Regions from separate parts of the Sus scrofa genome. Here region 2 is linked to region 1. The links are chromatin contacts, called in public HiChIP or PLAC-seq maps. All regions are on one chromosome and are shown on one strand. Each heading gives the region's core, a stretch centred on a gene start, on an enhancer-like site or on the middle of the called end of the contact. The rest is flanking DNA. Distances are from core to core; before and after follow the strand shown. Region 1 overlaps ADAMTSL3 (ADAMTS-like protein 3). Region 2 holds the start of SH3GL3 (endophilin-A3).

Region 1 (6,482 bases), core at 1,354-3,853:
GGGTTTCTCCTCTGGCCTGGCCCAGTCTGCACGTGGGCCGTCTCTGACCACTCCCTGACTCTGCAGACCCTTCTCCACTGAGCCCTGTTCCCTGGGGCCTTGTGCTGAGAACCTCCATCCATCTGCCTCCTCCCTCCCCCGCTCTCAGCTCTTCCTAGGACCAGGCTTGGTCTTTCGTTCCCTGGCAGTCATCCCCTGTGGACTGTACCCCAGGAACTCATCAGAAGTCCTTTCCTGTTCAAAGCAAACACCTCCTTTTGAGTTATGTGCCATTTGAAATAAAGCCTTGCAGCCAATGAAGTGTGTTTTCTTATGGGCAGAAACCATAGTTAACTTAGCTTTTGATGAAGCTTCATTTTTTTTGGTCTTTTTAGGGCTTCCCTGGGCAGATGGAAGTTCCCAGGCTAGGGGTCGAATTAGAGCTTCAGCTGCCGGCCTACACCACAGCCACAGCAATGCCAGATCCTGCTGTATCTGCGACCCTTCACCACAGCTCACGGCAACGCTGGATCCTTAACCCACTGATTGAGGCCAGGGATCGAACCTTCGTTCTCATGGATCCTAGTCGGGTTCATCACCACTGAGCCACAACGGAACTCCCAAGATTCATCTTTTTAAAGCCGTGGTGAAGTTGATCAAGGGTTGAGAGGCTTGGTTGTGTCTCCAGCTAGTATATGACCATTACTGAGTTACATGTGCAGGCTACTCTCATCTCTGAAACAGGAGGCACACCCTGCGAATGGAAAAAGCCACCTTGGTTATCATCTAATCCAGTCCCTCATTCGGTAGACGAGGATGTTGTAACGTTTACAAACATGAATAGTGCTTTATGCAATTACATTTTCATAGTGCAAATTAAGATTATTTCTGTCAGTCAGTGGCATGTATAAATTTTTCTTTCATTTTCAGTTGCCCTCAAAATGTTTTCTACTCAGGAGAGTGAGCTTATGTGTTCATACGTTTTGATCGGATTCACAGTTAGAGCCAAATATGTTTTATTTAACCTACGTGGTATAGATATGAATAGGGACTTCCCTAGTCGCTCTTAGATGGTATTTCTAATAAAGATGTCAAATTATAGAACCTGAAAATCTGGGTTTCTAAGGGTTAAAAGTTCTAAGTTGTGAGGCTTGTCTTATTCTTTTTAAAAAGTTTCTTCTAAAAATGGGAGGGGGGAAGGAATTGTAAGCCAACTATACTCCAATAAAATTAAAATTTTAAAAAGGAAAATAAGGGATTTTCCTTAAAAAAAAAAAAAAATAGGGGGTGGGGGTTTGTGGAATAGTTTAAACTGCTCCTTCTCTGCCCCCTGCTGGTAAGAGAGGAAAGCTCATCTGAGGAAAATGACCAGTAAACATCAGTAGCTGCATATTTTATTTTTTCTTGTGTTAATGCTTAGTAAGAACATTACTTATCCTGTCATTTTCTGTTACGTGTGTATTCGGTTGCTTGTTTTTCTTATTCCTTAAGCTCGTCAGAGGTGCAGCTGACCCAAGTCTCTGCTCTGAAGTGTTCTTATGTGTTGGACTCCTCTTTAGTCTCTAAGAAATCTTCTTGCCACAGATTGGAATGAGGTTGAGCCAGAAAGATGGTGAACCCCAAATGGATGGCACTGCCAATACTACCAGTGGCCCAGCTCTAAAAGTGTAGAACTTGTCTTAAACACAGAATGTGCTGACGACTACTCCTTAGAGCAAAGTAAAATTCTCTGGGAGAGTTGAAGATGCCTCAGAGTTAAAAATGAGTGAACAAACAGAAATGTCTGATAATGCTAGTTACAGAACATAGGTACATACCTGCCTCAGGGGGAAAGGTTCTACCACTACGGGCTTCACCTGGCCTCCTACCAGGGAGCTGGCATACATAGGATTTACAAAGGACACATTAGCAATGAACACAGAGGAAAATAAATTTAAAAATATATATTAGCAAACTGAAATGTATATAACTAAGAAGGGTTTTTCCCTGGAATGCAAAGTTTTTTAACAGTTAAAAAATACCTCCTTTTGGAGTTCCCATCGTGACCCAGCAGTAAAGGACCCAACTAGTAGCCATGAGACCACAGGTTTGATCCCTGGCCTTGCTCAGTGGGTTAAGGAACTGGCATTGCTCTGAGCTGTGCTGTAGGTTGCAGATGAGGCTCAGATCTCATGTTTCTGTGGCTGTGGTGTTGGCCAGCAGCTGCAGCTCGGATTCAGCCCCTAGCCTGGGAACTTCCATATGTCATGGGTGTGGCCCCAAAAAGACAAAAAAGAAAAAAGAAAAAAAATACTTTAAGAAGGCTGTCATGGGTTGGCTCTTCTGAAAGCAGACACTAAGATGCAGTGTGGTGTAAGGGGTCCCTGTGGAAGGGAGGGAGCAAGCAGGATGGGACAAAGGGCAAAGGAGGTCTGTGGTACAAGCCCACAAAGCCTTGCCATGTCCAGGGGAGCTCGAAGCATGCATGGCTCATCAGGCTTACCTAACGGTGACCTCCAGTGGCCAGGCCTTCAGGCAGCTGCCTCCATCAGTCACTAGAAGGGGCCCTCTCCAAGCAGGGCATGCTCTCTGGAGAGCTGAGGCAAACTGTTAGGGAGATGACAGCTGAAAACAGGCAGCAGCTGGGATACCAAGGCCTTCCTTGAAGGGCCATCTGGACGGGGCATCTCCAGTCTACCCTAGAGATCTAAGGAGATAACAGTGATCATCTTACACATGTTGAACAAGCATTTGATAAGTCCCAGTACGGACTATTAAACAATGTTGAAACCTCTTGGCACACCAGTAATAGAAGGGATCATCCTTATCCTGGCTTTTTTTAAACTTAAGTACCTATCAAAAAAAAAAAAAAAAAAAACCCATAGCAAACATCTTGCTCACTTGAATGGTGAGACTATAAAACTTTCCTATTAAAGTCAGAGGTGGGAGTTCCTGCTGTGGTGACATCTTGGGAGCTCTGAGAGGCAGGTTGCGTGCCTTGCCAGGCACTGTGGGTTAGGGATCTGGCATTGCCGTAGCTGCACCTTAGGTCATGACTGTGGCCCAGATCTGATCCCTGGCCCAGGAGTCCCATATGCAGCCAAAAAAATAAAAATAAAAAAGGTCAGCCAAGGGAAAAAAAAAAAAAAGATCAGACAGTATAATTAATTATCTACATTGAAAATCCAAGAAAATGTCAAAGTTTCAGATCTCTAAATTCAGAGTGATTCCAATTATTTAAGAAAAGAGCCTTACAGGATTGCTAGAATTTATCACATTGATCCTGTGATTTATATGAAAGAGCAACTGACCAAGAATAGCTCCAGCATTTTTGAAGAATAACAAGGTAGTTCAGATTTGCTCTATCAGGTATAAAGAGTTATTATAAAGCTAGAATAATTCCAACAGTGTGGTATTGGCAGATACATAGACAAATAAATGGAATATATAGCCCACAGCAGATTCAAGCATATATGAAAAAAAGTGTTTAATAGCAGCACATCAAAAATCAATAAAGGACGGACTATTAAACAATGGTAAAAAGATAATTTGTTTTGACAAATATATATAACAACTCTACCAAAATAAATTCTAACAAATACCTAAAATCTGAAAAGCTTTTATAATAAAAGAGATAGCTTTATGATTTGGGGATGGGGAGCGTCCAAGAAGTACAAAGTATAACATGAAAGATGTAATAGATAGTGATGATGGTTACACAACTCTGAAGAAACTAGAACTACTGAACTGTATACCTTAAAAGGGTGAATTTTATGATATGTGGGTTATATTTCAATAAGCTATTATTACAAAGTGATAAAAATTTTTTATGTTAAAATTTAAAAGTTCTGACCCTGTAAGACACTATCAACAAATTTAAAGGTCAAGCCACAATTATTGGCAAAAATATTTGTTATACACTATCCAGAATATATAAATAGTTTCTATGAATCAATGTAAGTAACAACCCCAAGTAAAAATAGCAAAGGATATGAACAAGTAGTTCTCAGAAAGTGAAATCCTAATAAGTGTATGAAAATGTTCTCATTCTAACTAGTAATCAAGAAATTAAAATAGAAGTAAGTTTCCACTTCATACCTATTAGACTAGCAAAACTTAGAGTTTACCTTGCCAACTATCGAGGACTGGCAAGAATATAGAAAAATAAGATCTCATACACTGCTAGTCAGTGTGTATTTTGGAAGAACTACAATAGAGAACAGTTTAGTAAAATGTGAACAGTTCAAAAATGCTCAAAACCAGGAATTCTCCTTGTAGATGTAGCCATTGTAGCAAGGCACAAAGGATTACTAGAATGTACACTGCGGTTTTGTTTGTAATACTGTGTGTGTGAGAGAGAGAGAGAGATTAGAAGAGAAACATAAGGAGTTCCCATCATGCCTCAGCGGAAATGATTCTGACTAGCATCCATGGGGATCAGGTTCAATCCCTGGATCCGGCATTGCCATGAGCTGTGGTATAGGTCACAGATGCGGCTTAGATCTGGCATTGTTGTGGCTGTGGTATAGGCCAGCGGCTATAGCTCCGATTTGACCCCTAGCCTGGGAACCTCTATATGCTGCAGGCACGGCCCTAAAAAGACCCCCCCGCCAAAAAAAAGAGAGAGAGAGAGAAGAAAAAAGAATCAAAAGAAACAGTAAATTTTTTTCATCAGGAGAGAGGACACATGATAACATATTGATTTGCTGGAATAGTGTACAATTATAAAATGAATAAATTAGAGATGCAAGTATTAAACATGGATAAATCTTTAAAACACAATCCTTCCAAAATGGTGCTAAGAAAGTTTGATGGGGGAAAGTGTGATCTTTTCACTAAATAGTGCTGGTTATACTGGATATGCACTGGCAAAAGAATGACGTTGAACCCCTACCTCATACCGTATACAAATATTAAAGCAAAATGAATTAAAGACCTAAATGAAACTCTCAGAAGAAAACAGGCATGTGTATCTGTCACCTTGGATTGGCCAATCATTTCTTAGCCAATGGCTCAAAAAGTACAAGTAACAAAAGAAACAGATAAATTGGGCTTCTTCAAACTTAATTTTTTTTTTCTTGTGCTACAAAGGACACTGTCAAGAAAATGAAAAGACAACCCACAGAATAAGAAAAAAGATCTGCAAATCAAATATTTGATAAGACAGTATCCAGAATTTTAAAAGAACTCATAATTCAGCAATAAAAAGACAAATAATCTATTGAGACAACATTACATATTAACTAAACTTCAATTTTTAAAAAGTAAAGAAAAAAAATAACTTAGTTGAAAATGGGCAAATGATCTGAGTAGACATTTCTCAAAAAAATTTACAAATGACCAGTTATCACATGAGCAGATGCTCAGTGTCATTAGTCATCATGGAAATATTAATCAGAACCACAGTGAAATGCCACTTCACATATGAGCATGTCTATAATCTACAAGATAATAAAAGTCTTAATGAAAAGTTGGAGAAATTGGAAGCCTTATGCATTGCTGGTGGGAATTTAAAATCAGGGAGCTCCTTTGGAAAACAGTTTGACAATTTCTCCAAAAGTTAAACATATGACCCAACAATTCCACTCCTAGATTTATACCCAAGACAAATTAAAACATGCTCACTCAAAAACCAGAATGTTCGTAGCCATTTTATTCATGACAGCCAGCGAGTGGAAACAACTTAAATATGCATCAGTGAATGAATGGATAAACAATGTGTAGCATATCCATACAGTGACATTTTATTTGGTCATAAAAAGGAATGAAATATTGATACATGCTAAAACATGGAATATTTAATGATTATGGCAAGTTAAAGAAGCCAGACACAAAAGATCACATATTATATGATTATATAGCCATGAAATGTCTAGAATAGACAAATCCCCAGACACAGCTTAGAGGCTGCCAGTGGCTAAAAGAGGAAAATGGAAGAGAATGGAGAATAATGACTAATAGGCACAGGTGTCTTTTAGGGGTGATGAAAATGTTCTGGAATTAGGAGTGATGGTTGCACAACTTTATGAATATACTTTTAAAAAATCACTGGAATGTGCACTTTGAGATGAGTTTTATAGTATTTAAATATCATTAAAATCACACAATAGTCACAATATAATAGCATATAAAGTTTTAAAACCTACCGCACAACCATAGGCATTGTTCATGAGTGTATCAGTTCACGGCAAAAATATACAAACATTCATGGGAAGCACACATACCAATGTCAGGATTGTGGGTGCCCTTGGGAGAGGAAAGAAGAAAGAAATGTTTGGGGACAGAACTATAGCTGTGATGATTTATTACTTGAATAAGAACTAGAGCAAATAAGACACACTGCCTTTTAGAAAATCCAGACTTACCAGTGGTAGAGATTTAAGCTCTATACCCAGGTCATTTTTAGCTCCTCATTGACAGGAAAGGATGGGGAGAAATAAACAGGTAGAAGATACAGAATTAACTTCATGCTGTGTGTGTTCAAGTAGGCGGTAGGAATCTGCAAGGGTTTAACTAGGGAGAAG
Region 2 (6,482 bases), core at 2,847-5,346, 450 kb before region 1:
GATGTTTTCTATTTCATAGAACAGTGGTAACCACTGGTGGGTAATAATTGGGTGTATAACTTCCAAAAGTAAAAGGGAAGAAAAAGCAAAGAAAACTTTTGAAACAAATAGATAGAAGAAGCTACCGGAAGAGGAAAACCCTCCCATATGTAACATGCCATAAAATGGCAAAACTAAGACCAAATATTTCCTTTTCATAAAAAATGTGAATGTTTTAAATCTCTCTAGGAAAATACATTTAAAACATGTTTTGGCCCATAAACAAAATTAAATTTTATTCTATTTACAAGAGCACATGTCTTAAGGAAGATATGACCATCGTAAACAAGGGCAGAATATACTTAGGCCTGAAATACTTAGAGCTAAAAAGACATAATCGTAATTGTAACAAGAGACTGAAGACTACCTCTCTCCGTGTCCAATAAGTGAAGCAGAAAAAAAAAAAAATCAGGATACAGAGCATTTGAAGAATAAGCTTGGAAGACTTGACTCATGAGATACATGATGGGATAATATTTGGAGACATTAATCAGTATGCTTCCCTCCCCCTCGTCCCTTGCCCAAGGCCCTTCTGCTCCTGGCCGTGGGGAGAGGTGCCACTCATGACAAGACCAGACATAAAGACTGCAGGGACTAGCTTCAAGAGCTGGCCTGAGCACAAGGCAGAGAGGTGTAAATGCACACTAGCACAGTACTCTCAGACCAGGGAAAGGAAATGGGAAGTGAGAGCCAAGGACCACGGGGATAGGAACAAAGGAAAACACCCAAACCCCTGCCATGTGGCTGGAGTGCCAGAGACAAGCACCGCACTTCTCTTATCATTGACCTTGAAGATCACCAAGTGCCTGAAGATCCTTCTGTTTAGAGTGAGCCTTGTTTGTGTCTCACTACTCTCCCACTGGTTTCATCCCATGTGCACAACTCTGTCAAATAGCCCAAGACATTTGTATACTCCTTCCCTAAACAGATTGATGAGCTATGGGCCCTCGAATCCTGCAGGGGTGATAACATTGTAAAAGGCAAGCCCTGACCTGACCAACGTGGCTCCAGCTAGCACAAGTCTGAACTCTTCCTCTGAGCTAGGAGCTTCAGTGGAACACACAGCCCTGTTACTAATGAACTGAAAAGCTATACCCTAGAAACTGGGAATACATATTATTTCAAACCTCGGCGATACACTTATAATATGTAACTTATTAGACTATGTTTAAAAAAAACCTTTAAGACATGATATTTGCCTATAGTACCACAAGTCTCTAATTTAATATACCATGAATAAAAGAAATCAAGCCACCTAGAAAAGATTTTTAAAACTTGTCCTGAATAACATGTGGATCAAAGAGGAAATTAAAATTTCAATCACATTTTTTTTTTTTTTGTCTTTTCTCGGGCCGCACCCGCGGCATATGGAGATTCCCAGGCTAGGGGTCTAATTGGAGCTGTAGCCGCCAGCCTATACCACAGTTGTGGCAACACCAGATCCGAGCCTTGTCTGCGACCTACACCACAGCTCACAGCAACACCAGATCCTTAAACCACTGAGCAAGGCCAGGGATCAAACCCACAACCTCATGGTTCCTAGTCAGATTCGTTAACCACTGAGCCACAATGGGAACTCCTCAATCGCAAATTTATTTAGAACACAATCAAAAGAATTACATTCTGTAATGGAAACAAGGTGTGAAACCAAAGCCACACTCAGGAGGAAAATTTGTAGTTTTACATGTGCTGATTATAAAACAAGGATGTATAAAAATGAAACACATATTTGACTGAAGAAATCAAGGAATTCCCAGACAAATATTAGTGGGCATTTATGTTGCTGTTTGTAGTTTTGTTTTCATTTGTTTGGTTTTTTGGCTGCCTAGCATCTGAAGCTTCTTCCTCTATTAGGGAAACCCACCATGGTGGGAATCTTAGATATCTAGAGCTGGGGCATACCATCTAGATTTAGCTAGTCAGATGCTGTCCCCTTGAACTTTGAATCTGGAGTGTCTGCAAGAAGCAGGGAACAGTCTAGTCTTCATTCTGGTAGCTATAGCCTGCATCCAGTGATGAAGCCAGCACAGCTGCACCACGCTGCCCCTGGACATGCTGGCGATCTGATCCTCAGATTCCTAGTTCCTGCCCATCCCTCACCTGCTCCCTACATCCCCTGAACCTCTGAGCTGCCTGATACCCTTCTCCAATACATTCTTTTCCAGCTTAGGGTCAGTTTCTCCTGTGAATAACTTCAATTCTCTTGAAGAAAACAGAATGAAGGAATAATAAATAAAGATAGTAATTGATGAGAGAAAAAAATATATAGCAATGATAAACTCAAGAACTGTTTTAAAAAACAAAATGGGCAAATCTTTAACAATCCTTATTAGAAAGACTTAAAGAAAAAATTAAGAAAAATCACAAATATTTTTATGAAGGAAAAGGAGTAAGGGAGAGATTCTGCTGTTAAAAAGTGATGAGAATATGATGTACAATGTTATCCTTGATTAAATGAAGAGTTACCGAAATTAACTGATGTAGACAATTTGAAAATATACTATCAACCATGGGAAAAGAGCCAAAAAGTTAAAAAAATTCACCCCCCTTCCCCAAGGACACAGAGTCAGACTTGTTTAGGAGAGAGTTCTTTCAAAACATTTCTATTTAAAGACTCTTGGACACAGAGGAAGAAGGTCTGTTCCATGTGGCCCTGACCGCCAACTGCCCTGCCTTCCTAGTAATTCCCCTGCTGCTGAGTGGGGTTCAGTCTGTTGTGTGGACAGGTCACCTAGCTGTCACCACCCTCTCACTTTCTAGGTAGCTATCTGTGGCTGGTGTCAGCTATATGTCAAGCCAGTCAAGCCCACAGCACTCATGCAAGTCATAGTTATTAAACCTCCAAACGGTTGCCTTTGTCTCCTTCACTAAGTTCATTTGTTTCCTCCTATATCAGAGGAAGACTTCTCCCAGTCACATCCTTTAAAGGGAAAGGGAGGAAACTGAGGCACAGGCAGATGGAGTTATCAGCCCGGTCCTCACTAGGATGAAGTCAGAAATAAGAGCGTTGGAAGCTAATGGCAAAGGAGAGGCCACGTAGACTTTTATCCTGGAGAAATGCAGGACGCCAGGAAACAGGGCTCTTGGTCATCCCAGATGGGATCTGTTGAGGGCCCAGAAAGAAGAGCTTCTTTCTTTCAGGTGGAGACTGGAAGAAGAAGATGTTTGTTTCTTTCAGTGTTAAATGTTGCTAAGAGTGGGTTTTAGGTCTTGGGGGCCATAGGACCTCTGGAGGCCAGATTCTGCTCAGAGACTGACCTTTTAGGGGCAACTCTAACAGGAGAATCAATGGGATGCTCCAGACCCACTGGCTGGGCCTCTGCCCATGAAGGCTCTCTGGCCTCTGTGCAAAAGGATGCTTTGTAACTGAAACAACTAGTAAGAGTTACCGAGGGAGCTAGTTTCCTCCTCTGGTGAATTCCCCGCGGTTCCAGGAACGCTGTTTACGGTTCCTTGGAGATATTGCTCTTAATACAGTTGACTGGGTTCAGAGCTCTATGGAGCAAGCACCATATTATTAACTTAGCCAATAACTCTTGGGCTCCTAGAAAACCAGACTGTACCCAGAGCATCGAGTAGGGTTAAGAAAAAAGAAAACCGCGCCCACAGAACGCTTCCTCCTACCGCAGGTTCTCTGTCCTGTTCCATTTCTCTCCTGACTAGCCGTATTTCGGAGCATCCTTTTCTTTAAACTGAAATCTACGGACAATGCGCCTGAGGGAGGCGATATTGCCTGTGAGCAAAAGCAGGTTTCGCACCAAGACCCAGAAGCAGAGAGGTGATTCCTCTCTCCCCATCCAGGGCAATCGTAAATTTAGATGCATTCGGTCCTACGTCCAGCAAATAGCCTTGCGTTGCCCTGCTCTCCGGACCCTGGGACATCTCCACGCCCAGCTTCCCAGGCCCGTTTCCCTGCGGCTCGAGTCCTCCGGGTCTCCACGCAACAATGAAGCGTGGGCGGCCCCAGCGGCTTCATTTGCATACTGCCGCGGCTTGGCCAATGGGCTGCGCAGGGGCTTTGGAACGCAGTGTTGCCATCTGCGTGCGCGCGTGTGCGAGTGTGACAGCGGCTGTGGCTGTGGCCGTGGGAGGCGGGCCCGGCGGAGCACAGCCGCGCGGGGACCGGCCCCGGCGCCCGCTCCCCCAGCGCGTCGCGGCCGCGTGGCCCGGCCGAGCCCAGAGACCATCCAGCCCCGGCCGGGCGCTGTCGCGATGTCTGTGGCAGGGCTGAAGAAGCAGTTCCACAAAGCCAGCCAGGTAGGGAGACACAGAAGGGGGTGGGGGGCCAGGGACCTGCGGTCCCCCCTGAGGCTCCAGGGCCTTTGGGGCTCTGGCTCCCAGAGGGGCCTCTTGAGGCTCGATTTCTTCCCGCCTAAGAGGGCGTGGAGGTGGAGTGAGGGGCCCGCCTGCTCTCTCCTCTGCGCTCCTTGGCGCCTCCTCCTTCCTGGTCCCTGGCCCCAGCTCTACCCCCGAGCCACTGTAATTCTGAGGGGTTCTGCGGAGCAGAGAACAGAGGTAGCGGGCCGCAGGGTCTCGAGCGCAAGAGAGAGAGTGGGCGTCCCGAGGCCTGGAGGCTCGCTCGACGCCTCTCTCGGACCCGCTCTGGGAGGAGGACAACAGAGATTGCCGGCCAGGCCTCCGTCAAGTCCTCCACCTTTTGGTTGGGAGCCCCCAGGGCACGACCTGCAGCCTCTGGCGGTCGCACGAGCGTCAGTAGATCCGGGGATGCTGTGTACTTGGCGCTCCACTGGGCCCTCGGCGCTCCCCGCGCGCGCATCGAAATGAACCCCGCCTGACTGCGCCTAGTTCCCAGGCTGGGGCTCTCAACAGCCGTCCTTCCTCTCCCCACCTTCTTTCCTGGGTCGGCCCAGCGCTGGGCACCAGGCTCCTGCTCTCAGTCTGGTGGGGAGACACCGAGACAGACACATAAACAAATAGTGTTAAACACACCTCCACGCACAGGGGATGGCAGATAATACAGTAGGGGCGTCAGGGAGAGCGTCCCGGAGGAAGAGTCGCGTCACTTGAGATTTAAATGTGAGGAAGAATTGTGGTGGGGGTGTGGATGGAAAGGAGGCCCTAGCAAACAGGAAGACAGGCAGGGAGTCATGAAATTGGTGTGTGTGTGTTGTGTGTGTGTTGACAAGAAAATTTGTATTCCAAGACTGCAGTCTCTTCCAGCCCTGGCAGAACTCACATTGGAAAATCTATCCCACCCCACACTGCTGATCTGTTAGACAGATTTCATTCAGAATTCACATTTCTGATTAGGTCTCATCCTGTTTCTCCCACAAATTGGTCCCTAAAGAGCAGCTGGAATTAGAGGAGTCTCTTCTTCTGTCAGTCTCAGGCTGAAAGGCACTGCTTGCTGTCCCCTCACTTACATCACTTCCATGAAGAAACTGGGTGGTGCCCCAGTTTCCAGCTGGGGGTACTCTGTGAACAGTGGTTCTACTGGGGTGATAAGGAGTCCTGGATGAGGGGCCAGTTAGGTGACCAGGGAGGTGGTGGATTCACCTTGGGCTTTTGGCACTCTAAGTGCTGTGTGGGATGTTCAGATGTCATTGGCCTGGGGGCCAGTGGGTGAGGCCAAGATTGGAGCTACAGGTTTTTTGGTATTTCCAAACTAAATGGAGATTTTTTAAATGAAAGGGAGAAAATGCACAGTGAGCTACACGTAGACTCTAGGGAGTACCCACATTTAGGGACAGTGTTTATTTAGCCTGGGACTTGATAAGCAATGACCACTCAGTAAATATCTATTGAATAAATGAAACTTTGGTGGTGGAGGAGCTAGTAAGGAAGGAAAGAACTAGTAGAATGCAGGAGAGAAAAGTGCCATGGAAACCCAGAAAAGCGGGCACGTTTTAAAGGTGGAAGCAGTAAACACATACTGCTGTGAGTTCAGCCCTGAGGAGTGGGCAGCCCGAAGTGGCACCGTGTCAGGGCAGTGCCAGGGTAACCCTGGCAAGACTTGCTATACCAGCTTCCTTAGCACTGCCAGGGAACTAACCTCTTTTAAAAAATATTCTTCTATTGAGTATGGACTTCATAGCACGAGTCTCAGAGATGAACAAGACACAGCCCTTGGATGACTGAAATTGGTTTCTGATCACTGACCAGAGTGAATGGATGAAATCCCAGGAAATTATTGGCATTGGTGAAATATTATGCTAATGATGAGGTCATTTAGTTTAACTATCCATAATCAGTCCATTAAAAAAAATGAGCAGAGGGTCTTATTTAGCCTTTTTTGCATCAACTGAAATCTTTCATGAATTTATCTGAGAAGAAAGATTCTCACAGATTCTCTCTCGGCTTTAAAAACCACACTATGTGGCCGAAGTGCCCAGTAGATACATTTTTATCTGTTCTGGAAGTCTTTCTAAGAAATCTCACAATGTGACAGATTTGGTGGAGAAATTAGACCCGGTTTAATATAA

What was found. HiChIP or PLAC-seq counts read pairs in DNA pulled down with a chosen protein or histone mark.
Region 2: an H3K27ac HiChIP or PLAC-seq map of skeletal muscle shows a contact between it and region 1, with 7 times the contacts expected there. The contact joins the promoter of SH3GL3 here to the enhancer-like site in region 1. A contact is called at or near these places in 7 of 47 Hi-C or Micro-C datasets (embryonic fibroblasts, fetal heart ventricle, fibroblasts and 4 more) and 1 of 2 datasets of contacts at active chromatin or transcription factors (skeletal muscle).

What each region holds. Positions count from the first base shown.
Region 1 is chr7:51,055,417-51,061,898 of Sscrofa11.1, reverse strand. All of the region lies in intron 23 of ADAMTSL3 (ADAMTS-like protein 3), which reads left to right. Among named protein-coding and RNA genes, the nearest start is that of SAXO2, 82 kb to the right of the region's middle. Within about 2 kb of position 2,603, at least 8 of the 83 cell types and tissues checked have an H3K27ac peak or open chromatin away from gene starts, as enhancers often do. A contact at or near this core is called in skeletal muscle, where this site is marked.
Region 2 is chr7:51,511,867-51,518,348 of Sscrofa11.1, reverse strand. SH3GL3 (endophilin-A3) reads left to right here and starts at 4,096. Exons shown (of 9, transcript XM_001929079.5): 1 at 4,096-4,296. The coding sequence starts at 4,252.